Regions from separate parts of the Mus musculus genome. Here region 2 is linked to region 1. The links are chromatin contacts, called in public HiChIP or PLAC-seq maps. All regions are on one chromosome and are shown on one strand. Each heading gives the region's core, a stretch centred on a gene start, on an enhancer-like site or on the middle of the called end of the contact. The rest is flanking DNA. Distances are from core to core; before and after follow the strand shown. Region 1 has its middle 19 kb from the start of Rhbdd2. Region 2 overlaps Por (P450 (cytochrome) oxidoreductase).

Region 1 (5,227 bases), core at 1,014-3,513:
TCTCTGTGTAGCCCTAGCTGTCCTGGAACTTGCTCTGTAGACCAGGCTGGCCTCTAGGCCAACTCAGAGACCTCCCTGCCTTTGCCTCCTGAGTGCTGGGATTAAAGACATGCCCCACCACTGTCTGGCTCCCAAAGCCCTTTTTATTAAACATAGCAAACATAGACTTATTAAGGGAAATCTTAAGAGCACTCCACAGAGTAGAAGTGGCTCTGGGAGAGGAATAGACAGCTTTGTTTGTTCTTTTGCTTGTTTATTGAGACAGGTTCTCACTGGTTAGCTCTGGTAAGCCTAGCGCTCCCTATGTAGACCAGGGTGAACTCAAACTCATAGATATCTGTCTGCTTCTGCCTCTAAACTACTAGAATTAAGGGTATTTACTACCATGTCCGGTCCTGTCATTTTTAAATCTTTTTTTTTCTTTTTACTAATAATTCTTCTTCTTCTTCTTCTTCTTCTTCTTCTTCTTCTTCTTCTTCTTCTTCTTCTTCTTCTTCTTCTTCTTCTTCTTCTTCTTCTTCTCCTCCTCCTCCTCCCCTTCCTCCTCCTCCTCCTCCTCCTCCTCCTCCTCCTCCTCCTCCTCCTCCTCCTCCTTCTTCTTCTTCTTCTTTTCTTCTTCTTCTTTCCTCTTCTTCTTCTTTCCTCTTCTTTTTTGAGGGGGGACAAGGTCTCTTTTATCCCAGGCTGGTCTTGAACTCACTGAGAACGACTTTGAACTTCTGATCCTCCTGCTTCTACCTTTTGGGGGGTGAGGGGTTGAGTCTTTGAGACAGGGTTTCTCTGTGTAGCCCTGGCTGTCCTGGAACTCACTCTGTAGACCAGGCTGGCCTCGAACTCAGAAATCCGCCTGCCTCTGCCTCCCAAGTGCTGGGATTAAAGCAACAAACCCTGGCACACATGTGACCAATTTTGACCTTACAAAATGCATAGGGAAGGCTGGAGATGTGGCTCAGTGTAGAGTGTGGCCTAGCATGCATGAAGCCCTGGGTCCCATCCTATGTAATTTAAAAATGAAAAGTTTTAAGAAAATAAGCCAAGCAGGCTGAGGAGGCGCATGCCTTTAATCCTAATACTTGGGAGGCAGAGGCAGGTAGATCTCTGAGTTCAAGGCCAGCCTGGTCTACAGAGTGAGTTCCAGGACAGCCAGGGCTACACAGGGAAACCCTGTCTAATAAAACAAACAAACACACAAAAATGCCAGATGTATTGGTAAATACCTCTCATCTAAATAAGAACATGTACATACATAAAATAAAAATACAAGAGAAACTCAGTGCAGATTATTGAAAAGACTATAAGGGATACAGGGCAGTAAGTGTAAGTCAGTCTAGTCAAAGAAGGCCTCCCTAAAGAGGTGACCCTATCTGCTGAGATCTGGAGGAATCCAAGGACCAGCCATGAAAGAGGCAGGACATGGAGAAGAGGCCTGCAGGGGACAGAATGACCAGGGTTACAAGCCAGGTGGGGTCAGGCAGGGTAGGGTCAAATTCATGAAGTGGCCAGGAGACTGGCAGGAAGGTACCCAGCAGGTGCACAATAAGTGCTTGTTGTCCTGGCAACTTATTGGGACAGCCTGAACTTGGGAAATCATGCACTTGCTTAGGGCTAGGTTTCTTCAGCCCCAGGGGCTCTCCACACTGCCCATGAGGGACATTAAGTCAAGGACCACAGTTCTTGGAAGCGGGAGACTGGTACAGATGGCACTTGGTCTTTCACACTCAACCTTCCCCCTCCCCCACCCTCTCATTCATTCTTTCCCATACACTTGACACACTCATTCACCCCTCCAGCATCTCATCAGTTCATCCCCCCACCTTTGAGATACTCAGACACCCAATGTTTCACTCACCTTTGCTCTCATTCATGCTCTCTTTGGTTCTCTCATCTGGTAGATACACACACACACACACACCATTGCAGCCTGTGAAACCCCAGCTGACCAAGGGGTCTAGTTCCAGAACAGCCTGGCAAAAGCACCAGGAGGCCTAACGCTGGAAGAAATCTCTTCCCAAACCATGTGGAGCACAGCAGAGGGAGCTGCCAGCTAGACTACCAAGGGTGGTACGCCCTGGGCCCTGGCTTGGGCTCCCTCTAGGCCTTTCCTAAATGGAACGAGGAGAAGGCAGAATGGAGGACGCGTGCTAGAGTGGATATCCTCAGCCAGGCTTGACCTGAGATGGCTCCAGGAAGACTACACAGGGCCAGCACAGAGTGGTGGACAGGTAGAGCCCAGGGTGGGAGCCCTTGAAGGCCAACCCAAGGCTTTAGGCTGGATCCTTTAGGTGTCAGAGAGCCTTGAGAGATTTCTTCACTTGTCCTGGTGAGCCCCCTATGGGAGCCAGGGAGTCTGATCCCAGCCTCCCCCCACCATGGCCGTCTAAACCTTTGGGTCACACACTGCAGGTAGACCTAGGTCTTCACACACAGAAATGTCTGCAAAGGGAGTGAGCCAGGTCTTCTGAGGTAAGCCTGCCACGTGACAGGCCACTCCTCTGGCCTGGTGAATGACCAGAGGCATTCCTGTGGCTAGCAAGGCTCATGGGCCTCATGTTTGTTCTTCTTTGTGCCCACCCCACCCCCAGGGGTGACCCATCAGCTCCCTCCCCAAAGGACCAGGTGCATGTACAAGGTGGTCTTCTAGGAGAGGCCTGGAAGGCTGGACTTCAGGGGCTGTATACCCGCAACCCCTCAAGCTCACTCCCAGCTTCCCAACATTCTTGCCAAGAAAGACAGCATCTCTTGACTCAGGTGGCAGGGACATCCAAGCCTATGCCCTGTCCTCCCTGGAGGGGAAGGCAGACAGTCTCCCACAGCGGGCATGAAACCTGCCCATGTGTGCTCCTCCCCTCCTGACCCGGTAGCCGAGATGGAAGGAGGGAGAAGGGAAGGCTTTGGACCTTTCCGGGGGAGACTTGAGGAGAGGGAACAAGGACTTAGTACGTGACCCCAGTCAACCTTTCCAGAAATCCCAGGAATGCAAAGAAAAGAGTGTGGGTATAAACTGTGCCATGCCAAGTGTGTTCACTGAGGGAACGGGTGGGACAGTCAACCATACAATATGCATGACAAATACTCCTGTCCTCTTTGGGTTAGAACCCAGGCCTCACACGTTTGCTGATTTGTTTGTTTCTTGTTCTCTGTTCTCTCTCTCTCTCTCTCTCTCTCTCTCTCTCTCTCTCTCTCTCTCTCTCTCTCTCTCTCTCTGTCTCTCTCTCTCTCTCACTCTCTCTGTGGGGGAGGGGGCTTAAACTCCTCAAGATCCCCTGCCTCTGCCTCCTGAGTACGGTGCCCACCTCAGCCTGGCCTCACTTTTAATTTTCAACAGGGTCTCACTGAATTGTGCTAGGATGTCCTTCATCTCACTGTACTATGTAAGCTGAACTTAAACTTGTGACTCTTGGGGCCAGAGACATGGCCAGGCAGTTAAGACCATCTTCTGGCACACAGATGTACATGCAGATAGAACACTCATATACATAAATAATTTTAAGATTTATTTATTTAATGTATGTGAGTACACTGCACCAGAAGAGGGCATTGGATCCAATTAGAAATGGGTGTGAGCCACCATGTGGTTGCTGGGAACTGAACTCATGTCCTCTGGAAGAGCAGTCAGTGCTCTTAACTGCTGAGCCATTTCTCCAGCCCCATCTTTTTTTGTTTGGTTGTTTTTTTTTTTTTTTTTTTTAGAGAAATTTGTGATTCTCTTGACTCAGCCTTCCAAGTATCTGGGATGACAGGTGTGAGTGTACGTGTACACACACACACACACACACACACACACACACACACACTGTAATTCATCTCTGCAGTAGGGTGCCTCCCAGGACAGGTTTAGTCAGGGTCACACATGCTCTGTAAAGGCCACAGGAGCCTCTGGTGGGGTCCCAAGGGAGGAGAGTCTGTTGTCAGCCCTCCTCCCTCTCACAGGGGAAACCAGCATGGCTTTAACCCTGGTCCTGCCTGGATATCTACCCAGTATGGTCCATCAGATTGGGTCCTGGTTGTTGGGGACAAACCTGTTTCCCAGCAGTTGGAGTCATAATAAAAGCCCAGGTTCTTGGCCCTGCCCTCCCCAAGAGGTCTGCACCTGGGATAGGCTCAGGTTTCCTGAGAACCAGGGACTTGAGAGTCAGGTTGCAATGTCCCCATGGGAGAATGTGGCCTGGAGCTCAAGTGGCACCTCACCCTGGGAAGCTCTGGGCTCTGGGCTTGAATAACAGCTCAACCTTTCCAGACCCAGGCATTACCCATCCCCTCCCCACCCACCAGCCCCAGAAAAGGGCATCTAAGGCTGGGCTGCAGCTCAGTGGGAGTCTGACTGGCTAGCACTCCTGAGAACGTACACTCGATGTCCACTCCTGGCAAGAGGAAAGGGGAGGCCTTTGTTCGTTTATTTGTTTTATATTTTTCAACTCCTTTTATTTATGGGGGTGCATGCCACAGGTTGCAATGTGGAGGTCCAAGGGCAACTCCTGAGAGTTGATTCTCTCCTTCCTCCATGTGGTTCCTAGGAATCAAACTCCTTCTTGCCAGGCTTGGCAGCAAGCTCCTTTACCCACTAAGCCATCTCACCAGCCCTTGAGGATACAAGTTTAGACAAGGTCCGAAAATCTGGTTTCATTTTACTCATAGAGGGAGGCTCTGCAGGGATCCCTGGGCTAGTGTCCTGGACCTGAAAGGTAGAGAGGCACTTGTCTGTAGAGATGGCCCCAATGAGGCTCAGGGATGGAAGGAACTTGGTCCATCAAGGCAGGATCAGTACATTTTTAGTGCAAGGTTTCTGTAGGTGGTCCAGGCTGGCTAGGACTCTCAGTAGGAGAAAACACACACACACACACACACACACACACACACACACACACTTTGTAATCCCTGCATTGACCCTTGACTCTTTCACCTTTGCCCTTTCCACCCTGGGTCTAGGTAAACTAAAAATTTCAGAAAAAGAAAGAAGCAGATGGGGGTGAGGAAGAAGGAAGAGTAGGACGAAGATGTAGGGGGAGGATTGATAAAGATTCTACAAGGTAAGGTGCCTTCAAGACATAATCAATGTTACAGACCAGGGCTGGAGAATCTGCCCAGTGATTCAGTGGATCAGAGTTCAGTTCCCAGCTCCCACGTTGGGTGATACACAGCTGCCTGTAACTCCAGCCCAGCGGGATTGGATGCCTTCTTCTGGCCTGGGCACTGTACTCATGTGCACAAACACAAAATGTGTGTACAC
Region 2 (5,227 bases), core at 1,781-4,280, 71 kb after region 1:
TAGAAATGAACTCTCTTTGAAGGCCTTGATACGGGGCTGCAGGCTGTGGAGCATGAAACCATCGGGTTGTGTGTGTGTGTGTGTGTGTACATGTGGGTACAAAGATACATACATGTACATACGCACATAGATGTATGCCATGGTGTACCTGGAGAAGCTGGAGGCCAGTGAGCAGGAGCCAGTTCTCTTACACCTTGGGGGTCGAAGGGATCCAGCTCAGGCCATTTGGCTTATTGGCAGGCAGTTTTACTCACCAAGTCATCACTCTGATTGGATTATCTTCTGAGAGCAAGTCTCCCATAGCCAGGCCAACCTCTGACTTGCTCTATTGGATTCTGATCCTTTTGCCGCCGCCCACCTGCTGCTATTGCAGGTGTGCACCACCTCACCGGAGTATGTGATGCTTAGCATCAAACGAGGGGGAGCCGGGAGGGCTTCGTGCATACCAGGCAAATGCTCTCTCGAATTGAGTTACATCTCTGACCCCAAGGGGATGGATTTATGCAAGCCAAAATAGCAAGCCAGCTGCAGTGTGGCCAGAAAGCACTGTGAGTCCTGAGAGAGATAAAACAAGTCAGGAGGTGCCCCTGAGTACCCAGGTGACTCTCTTGGGAGTGCAAGCCTGTGCGGCTCTTGCCATGGAGATGTGGCGTTCTGAACATCTGAGCCTGGACACTATCCCTGCTGCCCCTGGCCATGTGTGGCCAGTAAAGGGGACCTTCTGCAGGCCGCACCCAGAGCCTGAAGTACCTATCTCCTGGGCCAGGCCAGCATCATTGTGTCAGGAAACCCTCCTGGGCCTCAGAGAGGACATAGTGCCCTGGACTTTGCCTTGAACTTCTCTCTTGAGCAGAATTCCTGCTGAGAGCGGTGCCCTACAAGTGAATGGAGTGGGTAGCATATCCCAGGTCTCTCTGATACAGGGAGAACGTGGAGATCAGGGGTGCTTTGAAAATCTTGGCACACACTTACAAACAGCTGTGCCAAAGCCTCGGAACAGAGCAAGCCCAGCCCTGTCCACAGATCCTCTGGGATGCACTGTACTGTGGTCAGAGGTACAGAGTTAGGGAACCTAGGGTGGGGATCCATTCAGACTGGGGATGAGGAAGGTTCTAGAAAGGTTTGCAACATGACTGGTAGCTTCAGATGCAGAACAGGATTTGGGCAGCAATGAATGATGCTGTCCATAGTCACAGGTGGAGGAGGTGCTGGGGTGACAGGCTTATTTGGGGAGTGGCAGGGGAGTGTGGGACGTGCAGTTAGAAGGGACAAGTTGGGACCTGACACCAGAGGGCTATGGGAGCAGCAAAATGACCAACTCTGATTTCACAATGGCGACAGCCAGGCAATTGGGAAGGCAGAGGGAGGGCAAGGGCAGGGAGGAGGCTGGAGGAGCCATTCCAGGATGTCCCCTGAGAGGAGACACTGTCCCAGGAGAGGGCTTCTGGGGTTGTCTTTGGATACCTGGGGGAGCTAGGATAGGATGCGTGCAGGCTGGAGCAGGTGAGGAGGGTCTGAGAGTCTGGAGATTCGCCGGAACATTGGCTATAGCTTGTTATTGCTGTGGATTGCGGAAAACCCAGATTTCAGAGACTCTGACACCATCAGAAACAGTAGGGATAGCTTATGGCTGGAGAAAAGATAATCTTTGTGTGTGTGTGTGTGTGGGGGGGGGTAGGGGTATAAATTCCAATGAAAAGAAAACAAGCCAAGCATGGCCAACTGAGCCAGAGTAAGAGTTTGAGGGTGGCGGGCTCAAGTGTCTGATGTGCGGCCATGGAACCCCAGATAGAGTCCCCAGCACCTGTGACAGAAAGCCAGGCCTGGCCATGCAGCTCTCTGACCCTGATCGCCAAGAGCTCAGAGGACAGCTCCCAGGAATCAGCTCTTTCCTTTCACTGCGTGGGTTCCAGGGATGGAACTTGAGTCACCCATGGGTTCCAGGGATTGAACTTGTGTCACCCATGGGGTTCAGAGATTGAACTTGATTTACTCATGGGGTTCAGGGGCAAGCGCCGTCGTCGCCCACAGAGTTGTCTCACTAGCTTTGGGAGAGGTCACTCTGCTTGCTTACTCACTCGCTCCACTTTTACATATCACACAATTACTTCTACCCTCACAACTGCCCTTCCCAGGTGGCATTTGTTCTTTTCTTTTCTTTCTTTCTTTTTTTTTTTTTTTTGAGACAGGATTTCTCTGTATAGCCCTGGCTGTGCTGGAGCTCACTTTGTAGACCAGGCTGGCCTCGAACTCAAAATCCACCTACCTCTGCCTTCCAAGTGCTGGGATTAAAGGCGTGCACCATCATACCCGGCTAAAATCTAACTTAAAAAAAAAAAATCTAAAGACGAAGCTCCGATCAGTCGATCAGAGCTGGGCGTGGTGGCGCACTCCTTTAATCCCAGGAGGCAGAGGCAGGCGGATTTTGAGTTCGAGGCCAGCCTGGTCTACAAAGTGAGTTCCAGGACAGCCAGGGCTATACAGAGAAACCCTGACTCGAAAATACAAAATAAATAAATAAATAAATAAATAAATAAAAGCAGAAAAAAAGTTAGATTTAAAAAATTCAGTATCTGAAACCCATTTATTGCAATTGATCAATACACATATGCCTCTTTGTGGAGGAGAACTGGGTAAATTCAGATATAATTTGCATTTAATAAAATCCCTCTTCTCGTTTTTTCGTTCAGTGCTAAGGATGAACCCTGGGTTGTGCACCCCCAGTTCTAATTTTAACTATACACATGGATCCCAGGGATTGAACTCAGGTTACCAGGCTTGGCAGCAAGAGCCTTTACCCACTGAGTTGTCCCGACAGCCCCATGAGTCTTGACATCCACAAAATTAGGTAGTCAGTCTCATAGTCAGCAATGTCCCATCACCCCGAAGCGCCCCAGCACCAGCCTTGCAGCTGCCTCTTACATGCCACCCATCTGAGAACGGCATCTTTGCCCAAACCCAGCCTTGGCTCCATGTCAGTTCTTGGCTTCTGTCCACTTCTGACTCACCCATGAAACACGTGTGAAAGAAACTCCAGCCCGTTGTTTCATAGTTTCCTATGATCTGGATTTGGCCGATTGTGCCCCTCTGGGGCTTGTTTAGAAAAGCCGCAAAGACTCTCATTTCCTCAAGTGACCTTTATTTTGGGATCCGCTCTCCTTTAAAATCGCAGCACTGCCTGGAGTCAAGGCTGCAGGCGGCTCTTACGTCCGTCTGTCTTTATCTTGGCGCGTCAGCAGATGGAGGAGCATCTGGGGGTCTTGGTTCTTCCAGTCAGGGACACCCTTTTTATATAGATGGCCTTGCACCTGTGGTCACTAAGCTAGAAACACAGATGTGTTTCTTAAAGAAAAAGGCATGGCTGGAAGGAGTGCTCAACAGTTAAGAGCACTGGCTGCTCTTACAGAGGGCCTGGGTTCCATTCCCAGCACTCACATGGTGGCTCACAGAGGGTACCTGGTTACACACATGGTACACAGACATATGCAAACAAGACACTCATATATATAAATACCTAAATAAATAAATAAATCTAAAAACTGTTTTTCAGAGAGAGAGAGAGATAGAGAGAGAGAAAGAGAAAGAGAAAGCTCTAGGTGTGGTGGCCCCTGCATTTAATCCTAACATTAGGGAGACAGAGGCAGAGAGGCAGAGGCAGAGGCAGGCAGATATATGGAAGTTCAAGGCCAGCCTGGTCTACAGAGAGAGTTCAGGATAGCTAGAGCTATTAGGAAGAGAAACTTGGTCTTGAAAAAAAACATAGAGAAAGAGAGGGGGTGGGGGGAGGGAGGGAGGGAGGGAGGGAGGGGCATGTAAGAGACAGCTGTCGATGTGAAGAGTGGGCAGGGGACACAGTGTCTGACCCAGAAGTGTCTAGAAGAGGCCCCTCTGCAAGCTCTGGTCTGGGACCTCTACTGTCACCAGTTGAGGTCACCTGCATTTTTCTGCTCTCTGAATAAGTGGGTTCTGGCCTTCCTGTTGACACTCCAGATGTGGCCTGCTCACTCCAGATGTGGCCTGCTCAGGATAACTGCAATAGAAGCACTTTAGCCCACTATGTCGACTTCTTTGCTGTCTTGGCTAGGGTTTCTACTGCTGTGATGAAGCACCGTGGCCAACAGGAGCTTGGAGGGAAAGGGCTTATGTAGCTCACAGATCCAAGAAGCCAAGGCAGGAATTCAAACAGAGGAGGAATCTGTAGGTAGGAGCTACAGGTGCCGAGGCCACAGGGGAGTACAAGGGTCAAGGAGCACCACAGCCAGCAGAGTAATGATCTACAAGAGGCAAGAAAAGTAGTTCACAACTAAGTAGCCAGGATTGGTTTGACCTTAGGGAATTGGACCCCAAATAGTTTATTGTAGGCACATCTAAGCACAGCATGATACAGTGACAACCCTCCTGGTGATAATTAACTCAATCTCACTATACAATAAAGCTTAAGACGTAACTACTTCAAAACTCTTTGTAACTTACATGTGACATCTTCCATAAAGATGGAGCCTGTAGGTTTGACTACATGTGATAAAATAGGTTCTGTGGCTTGATGAGCTCACACTCTAGGGAGGATCTGGTGTGGTCTCTGTCACACTGATAGCCCAAAAGGTCACCAGGCCAGCCTTCTGGGTGGATGGCGAGTGCTGCTTACCGGTTTGCTCAGCCTTAGCTCTTATAGAACCCAGGATCACCAGCCCAGGAATGGCCCCACCCACAGTGACTGGGGCCTCCCCTGTCAGTCACTAATTAAGAAAACACGCTACAGGTTTACCTACAGCCAGATCTTATGGAGGCATTTTCTTAATTGGGGTTCCTGCCTCCCAGATGAATGACATTAGCTTGTGTCAGATCAGTAAAATTAGCCAGCACGGTGGCCCTGGTTTTTTTTGTTCCCCTTTCCTTTTGTCGTCTCACTAGCTCAGGCTAGCCTCTGCTATGTACCTGTGTAGAGGATGACATTGAACTCTGATTCTTCCTAGTATAAATGTCCCAGTCATCGCAATGGCAAGTTATGTGGTGCTGGGGGTGGAACCCAGGGCTTCGTGTGGTAGAAAACTACTCGGCCCACTGACTATATCCCCAGCTTTCTTTGTTGTTGTTTTTGTTTGTTTGGGTTGTTTGTTTGTTTGTTTTGGTTTTGTTTTTTGAGACAAAGTTGCTCTGTAGTCTAGACTGAACTCTGTCCTCACGTCTTAGCCTCCAAAGTGCTGGGATCGGAGATGGGCACCACCAC

What was found. HiChIP or PLAC-seq counts read pairs in DNA pulled down with a chosen protein or histone mark.
Region 2: a contact with region 1 is called in an HNF4G HiChIP or PLAC-seq map of pancreatic cancer cells. The contact joins two enhancer-like sites. A contact is called at or near these places in 2 of 39 promoter capture datasets (the C10 cell line and liver), 2 of 15 datasets of contacts at CTCF or cohesin (the G1E-ER4 cell line and the NIH/3T3 cell line), 7 of 484 Hi-C or Micro-C datasets (ECoMG-derived neutrophils, the G1E-ER4 cell line, the N1E-115 cell line and 2 more), 8 of 115 datasets of contacts at active chromatin or transcription factors (the HPC-7 cell line, the NIH/3T3 cell line, acute myeloid leukemia and 3 more) and 3 of 9 other capture datasets (adipose tissue, liver and pancreatic islet).

The regions. Positions count from the first base shown.
Region 1 is chr5:135,649,243-135,654,469 of GRCm38.p6, forward strand. No RefSeq gene overlaps it. Among named protein-coding and RNA genes, the nearest start is that of Rhbdd2, 19 kb to the left of the region's middle. Within about 2 kb of position 2,264, at least 18 of the 459 cell types and tissues checked have an H3K27ac peak or open chromatin away from gene starts, as enhancers often do. A contact at or near this core is called in pancreatic cancer cells, where this site is marked.
Region 2 is chr5:135,719,316-135,724,542 of GRCm38.p6, forward strand. The region is part of intron 2 of Por (P450 (cytochrome) oxidoreductase); the gene reads left to right. Among named protein-coding and RNA genes, the nearest start is that of Mir7034, 14 kb to the right of the region's middle. Within about 2 kb of position 3,031, at least 72 of the 459 cell types and tissues checked have an H3K27ac peak or open chromatin away from gene starts, as enhancers often do. A contact at or near this core is called in pancreatic cancer cells, where this site is marked.